Linked DNA regions of Sus scrofa: region 1 is linked to region 2. Evidence: chromatin contacts called from public HiChIP or PLAC-seq data. All regions are on one chromosome and are shown on one strand. The core of a region is the stretch at or near the end of the contact, and the rest is flanking DNA. Distances in the headings are between cores, read along the strand shown.

Region 1 (3,104 bases), core at 394-2,893, 69 kb before region 2:
AGGCAAAGAACATGAGAATACCAAGAGTCAGAAAAAGAACAATGGGTGGCATTGGCATAGACATGGCAGGAGTTGTAAAACTAGTAAACTCTGGATAAAGGAACACAAACTACAAAATGTGCGTTTGAGTCTAAATCAAACTTGCTGTCCAAGGTAGTAAGTGCATGCGAGAGAGCAGTCAAAAAAAGGTGTGTGTTGGGATGTGGGCATCAGTAATTGAGGGAGAACTTTCTTTACTTAGGCTAGGAAAGCTTATCACCCTCCAGACTGGAGGTTTTGTTTGGTGACAAATTAAACTAATGAATAGGTGGAGAAGGAACATCTCTGCTTTCAGCCCTGAGTGCATGCTTACCTTCTCAGCAGAATGACAGCCACTAACTGGCCAACTCTCTCAGCCTCTCAGGTTCTGAGCTCTGCTCCAGTGTCATTGTTCCTGGGGGTGCCTTCCAAGCATTAGTTAATATCCTAGGTAGTTATTACTTGGGCTACCCTACCCCCTGGCCTACCACAGCAAAACCTAACTGAAGAGTCTACACTATTCTGGAGTGATAAATGAGGTAAAAATCTCGTAAGATATTTCAGAAGTAGAAATAACCAAAAGAGGAGTCCCTGTCGTGGCACAGCATAAACAGTCCAACTAGGTGAGGTTGCGGGCTCCATCCCTGGCCTCGCTCAGTGGGCATTACCATGAGCTGTGGTGTAGTCGCAGACGTGGCTTGGATCTGGCGTTGCTGTGGCTCTGGCGTAGGCCAGCAGCTGTAGCTCCAATTAGACCCCTAGCCTGGGAACCTCCATACGCCATGGGTGCAGCCCTAAAAAGACAAAAAGCCAAAAAAAAAAAAAAAAGACTGACAAAGTTAATGGAATAAAAAATTATTTAATCTTAAATGCACTCATGAAATAGGGCATGGGTTTGTAGCAGTGATTAAAAAAAAAAAAAAAGAAATAACCAAAAGAGTTTTTACATTTGACTATGAGCCCTTTCTAGCCCCCAGCTTCCTAACCTTCATGAAGGGAAAAACAGAGTAAAGGAAGGAAAGAGTAAACCAGGTGCTTGTGCCCTTGTTGAACTGTAACACTGTGAGGTAGATCTGTAACAAGGACAAGGAAGATCTGGGGATGTGTCTGGAGAATGAAGGTTTATTCAAAATGGAAGTGGATAGGCCAGAGAGAAGGAGCAGTGCTAAGTGGGGTGAGACGGCACCTAGCTTTCTCATTACTATAGTTGGGGACCACCCCTAGGGAGGTACAGCATTGAGCAAAGGTGGGAATGGTGATAGAGCTCACAGGCCTGTCTCAGTTGCTGCAGGAAGACCATTCTACAAAAGGAGTGGGTAAGCTGAGTAAACCTGAGGGTTCAACTAATGCTTGGAAGGGCCTAAAGGTAGTAGCACAGAAATGGAGTAGTTAGTTTAAGAGGGAATGAGGAAGGATTAGTGTGATAAGGCACAAGATTTAAGAGCTAGTCCTTACAGACTGACTTTCATAATAACCCACCCTCTCTGAGCCGATCTAGCAAGTCTGGGGACAGGTTTAGTTAGACCTGGTCTCCCAGGCAAGTTTACTGCTCTAGGCAGAGAAGGTCAAAGCAGCCCTCTCATAAATGCAATGCTGCTGCTCTCCCAGAAGGTGGGGCAAGTGCACAAGAGAGCAGATTTCCGCCCCCTCATAGATTCTACTGTCGGGATCCCTGGATCATTCTATTCCAGGAAGGGTTCTCACTGCGCCTTTTTGGAGTGGGCCCCCAAAAGGATGACACTCAAGTGGCAGAGAATGAGCACTGCAGACACTGAAGGGCCGAATGAGCTCAGTGATGAGTCAGGAAAGGAAGAATGGAACTGGGCTGAGGTGGCCCAATGTGAGGGAGGTTGGTAGGGCAGCAAAGGCTAGTCGTCACCCTCAGTGCAAGCAATGTCCCCTGCGAACCCCATCTGTTACTGACAAGGGCTATTTATTACTTCTTCAGAGGCACCAGGCTTCCTAGTCTGGGTGTCTCCAAATTCTTTGGTTAAAAACACTCTTTAAAAACAACATGTCTCCCCATCATCATTTCCACATCTTCCCTAACCTCGACCTACATCCTCTTCCAAAAAGTCTAATTAGCCTCAGGGTTGAGTGTCATCTCAGAGTTGAGAAGGGAACAGTAATAGCACTAGTATGAGATGGGACAAACAGGCTCTGAGCCTAGTAAAGGAATACATCATCTGAGAGAGGGATTCTGATACGTTCTATTTGACTGAAAATAGAAAAACACAAAGTACTAGAATATTTTAAGACTGTTGTGAGCATCTGTAATGAGTGGGGGTGAAATGTGAAGTACAGAGAGGGTATGACCTGGGCTCCAAGAAGACAGAGCTTATGATGTTGCGGGGGTGGGGTGGGTGGATTTTTGGCTGCATCTGTGGCATGAAAAGATTCCCAGGCCAGGGATCAAACCTGTGCCTCAGTTGCAACAGCTGTGGCAATGCTGACTCCTTAACCTGCTATTACCAAGTGGGTACTTCACAGCCATAGTGCTTAAAGAGCCCAGCTCTAGGCTGTGAGCTTGAAGGCTACTCTCCACAATTACTCTTCCACCATTGCACTATTTCATGAGAAAAAAAATATCCCTCATTCCTCCTCTCCTTTCTCCAATCACTCACCCATGTTAAGAATTGTTAAAAATGAACTTAAAGGAAGCTCCCTTGTGGCAGAGTGGGTTAAGGGTTTGGTGGTGTCACTGCTGTGGTGCAAGTTCGATCCCTGGCCTGGGAACTTCCACATGCCATGGGTGCACCCAAAAAAAAAAAAGAACAACTAGGGAAAAAATATCATGAGTGTATCCCCAAAATACCCAAATGAAATTCCACGATGCCATGAACCACTTCAAAAATAACTCCAGGCTCTCCATCATTTCCCATGCCCAAGCCTGCCCAAACCAGAACTCCTAACAGAATCCATTATGCAGATTCACATGAAGAGAACACACAAAAAGTAACTTTGGAATTGTAAAACAAAGAAAACCACAGCCATATAAACATTTAAATATGGAGAAAGTAGACAGAACTAGGAATTCTGGAAGGCAGAGGAGGGGCAGCAGTGATATGAACAGTTTCTACACATGA
Region 2 (3,419 bases), core at 430-2,929:
ACAAGTAAGAAAAAGCAATCAAAACACAACACTAAAGACAGTCATCAAACCACAGAGAAGGGAAGAAAAAAGACCAACAAAAATAAACCCAAAACAATAAAAGGGCCATAAGAACATACATATCAATAATTACCTTAAATGTAAATGGACCAAACATCCCAACCAAAAGACTTGGACTGACTGAACAGATACAAAAACAAGACTCATATAAATATGCTGTCTTCAAGGGACCCACATCAGTTCTGGGGACACTAACAAATGGAAAGTGAGAGGATAGAAGAAAATATTCCATGCAAACAGTAATCAAAAGAAAGTTGGAGTAGCAATACTCATATCAGACAAAACAGACCTGAAAATAATATTTTAAGAGACAAAGAAGAATACTACATAAAAATCAAAGGATCAATTCAAGAAGAAGATAGTTATAAATATATATGCACCCAACATAGGATCACCTCAACACATAAGGCAACTGCTAAAAACCTTAAAAGGAGATATTGACAATAACACAGTAATAGTGGGGGGCTTTAACACTCCACTTAGAGCAATAGACAGAAAATCAACAAGGAAACACAGGCCTTAAATGATGCATTAGACCAGATGGAGTTAATATTTATAGGACATTCTATCCACAAGCAGCAGAATACACATTTTTCTCAAGTGCACAGAGAACATTCTCTAGGATAGATCACATTCTGGGCCACAAATCAAGCCTTGGTGAATTTAAGAAAATTGAAATCATATCAAGCATCTTTTCCAACTACAATGCTGTATGACTGGAAATCAACAAGAAGATAAATCCTGCAAAAAACACAAACACATGGAGACTAAACATGCTATTAGGGAGTTCCCATCATGGCTCAGTGGGTTAAGGAACTGGCGCTGCCACGAGCTGTGGTGTACATCGTAGACCTGGCTCAGATCCCACATGGCGGCAGCTACAGCTCTGATTGGACCCTAGCCTGGGAATCTCCATATGCTGCAGGTGTGGCCCTAAAAAGACAAAACAAAAACAAAAACAAAAAAAGTACTACTAAACAACCAGGAGATCACTGAAGAAATCAAAGAGGAAATTAAAAAAATGCCTAGAAGCAAATGACAGCAAAGACACGACAATCCAAAGCCTATAGGATGCAGCAAAGCAATTCTAAGAGGGAAGTTTATAGCAATACAAGCCTGCCTCAGGAAACAAGAAAAATCTCAAAAAACCTCTATACCTAAAGGAGCTAGAGAGAGAACAGACAAAACTCAAAGTTAGCAGAAGGAAAGAAATCATAAAGATCAGAGCAGATAAATGAAATAGAAATGAAGAAAATCATAGAAAAGATCAACAAAATGAAAAGCTGCTCCTTTGAAAAGATCAATACAATGGTAAACCCTTAGCCAGACTCAACAAGAAAAAAAGAGAGGACTCAAAACAGTAACATTAGAAAGGAAAAAGGAGAAGTTACAACAGACATCGCAGAAATACAAAGGATCATAAGAGACTACTACAAGCAACTATATACCAATAAAATGGACAACCTGGAAGAAATAGACAAATTCTTAGAAAAGTACCATCTTCCAAGACTAAAGCAAGACAAAACAGAAAAGATGAACAGACCAACTACAAGTACTGAAATTGAAACGGATTAAAAAAATGTCCAACAGGAGTTCCTGTTGCGACACAGTGGTTAACGAATCTGACTAGGAACCATGAGGTTGCGGGTTTGATCACTGGACTTGCTCACAGCATTGCCATGAGCTATGGTGTAGGTCGCAGACGTGGCTTGGATCCCGGTGGCTACAGCTCCAATTCAACCCCTAGCCTGGGAACCTCCATATGCTGCTGGTGCAGCCCTAGAAAATGAAAAAAGACAAAAAGACAAAAAAAATCCAACAAACAAAAGTTCAGGACCAGTTGGCTTCACAGGCGAATTCTATCAAACATCTAGAGAAGGGTTAACACCTATCCTTCTGAAACTCTCCCAAAAAACTGCAGAGGAAGGAACCCTCCCAAACTCATTCTGTGAGGCCACCATCACCCTGATACCAAAAGCAGACACACATACCACAAAAAAAGACAATTACACCAATATCACTGATGAACACAGATGCAAAAACCCTCAACAAAATACTAGCAAACCAAATCCAGCAATACAGTAAAAGGATCGTACACCATGATCAAGTGGGATCTATCCCAGGGAGGCAAGGATTTTTCAGTATCCGAAAATCAATCAGCGTGATACATCCATCACATTAACAAGCTGAAGAACAAAAGCATATGACCCTCTCAATAGATGCAGAAAAAGCTTTTCACAAAACCCAACACCAATTTCACACAAAAACCTTCCAGAAAGTGGGCATGGAGGGAAACCTACCTCAACATAATAAAAGGCCATATATATTGGAGTTCCCGTCGTGGCGCAGTGGTTAACGAATCCGACTAAGAACCATGAGGTTGCGGGTTCGGTCCCTGCCCTTGCTCAGTGGGTTAACGATCCGGCGTTGCCGTGAGCTGTGGTGTAGGTTGCAGACGCGGCTCGGATCCGGCGTTGCTATGGCTCTGGCGTAGGCTGGTGGCTACAGCTCCGATTCAACTCCTAGCCTGGGAATCTCCATATGCCGCCGGAGCGGCCCAAGAAATAGCAACAACAACAACAACAACAAAAAAAAAAAGACAAAAAAATAAAAAAATAAAAATAAAAATAAAATAAAAGGCCATATATGACAAACCCACAGCTAACATCATTCTCAATGGGGAAAAGCTGAAAGAATTCCCGCTAAGATCAGGAACAAGACAAGGAGGCCCGCTCTCACCACTACCATTCAGCATAGTTTTGGAAGTCTTAGCCATGGCAATCAGAGAGGAAAAATAAAAGGAATCCACATTGGAAAGGAAGAAGTAAAACTATCACTGTTTGCAGATGACAGGATACTATACCGAGAAAATCCTAAAGATGCTACCAGGAAACTGTTAGAGATCATCGATGAATTTGGTAAAGTTGCAGGATGCAACATTAATACACAGAAATGACTGCATTTCCATATACTAACAATGCAAGATCAGAAAGAGAAATGAGGGAAACAATCCCATTTACCATGACATCAAACAGAGTAAAACACCTAGGAATAAACCTACCTAAAGAGACAAGGAGTTCCCGTCGTGGTGCAGTGGTTAACGAATCCGACTAGGAACCATGAAGTTGCGGGTTCGGTCCCTGCCCTTGCTCAGTGGGTTAACGATCCGGCGTTGCCGTGAGCTGTGGTGTAGGTTGCAGACACGGCTCGGATCCCACGTTGCTGTGGCGCTGGCGTAGGCCGGTGGTTACAGCTCCGATTCGACCCCTAGCCTGGGAACCTCCATATGCCGCGGGAACGGCCCAAGAAATAGCAACAACAACAACAACAACAACAAAAAGACAAAAAGACAAAAAGAC

What was found. HiChIP or PLAC-seq counts read pairs in DNA pulled down with a chosen protein or histone mark.
Region 1: an H3K27ac HiChIP or PLAC-seq map of alveolar macrophages shows a contact between it and region 2. The contact joins two enhancer-like sites. A contact is called at or near these places in 3 of 47 Hi-C or Micro-C datasets (embryonic fibroblasts, epiblast stem cells and heart right ventricle) and 2 of 2 datasets of contacts at active chromatin or transcription factors (alveolar macrophages and skeletal muscle).

What each region holds. Positions count from the first base shown.
Region 1 is chr5:21,930,365-21,933,468 of Sscrofa11.1, reverse strand. It overlaps RBMS2 (RNA-binding motif, single-stranded-interacting protein 2), which reads right to left. Exons shown (of 17, transcript XM_021092894.1): 17 at 1-3,104. BAZ2A (bromodomain adjacent to zinc finger domain protein 2A) reads left to right here. Exons shown (of 29, transcript XM_001927752.7): 29 at 1-942. Among named protein-coding and RNA genes, the nearest start is that of BAZ2A, 51 kb to the left of the region's middle. Within about 2 kb of position 1,643, at least 12 of the 83 cell types and tissues checked have an H3K27ac peak or open chromatin away from gene starts, as enhancers often do. A contact at or near this core is called in alveolar macrophages, where this site is marked.
Region 2 is chr5:21,860,956-21,864,374 of Sscrofa11.1, reverse strand. All of the region lies in intron 1 of RBMS2 (RNA-binding motif, single-stranded-interacting protein 2), which reads right to left. Among named protein-coding and RNA genes, the nearest start is that of GLS2, 43 kb to the right of the region's middle. Within about 2 kb of position 1,679, at least 1 of the 83 cell types and tissues checked has an H3K27ac peak or open chromatin away from gene starts, as enhancers often do. A contact at or near this core is called in alveolar macrophages, where this site is marked.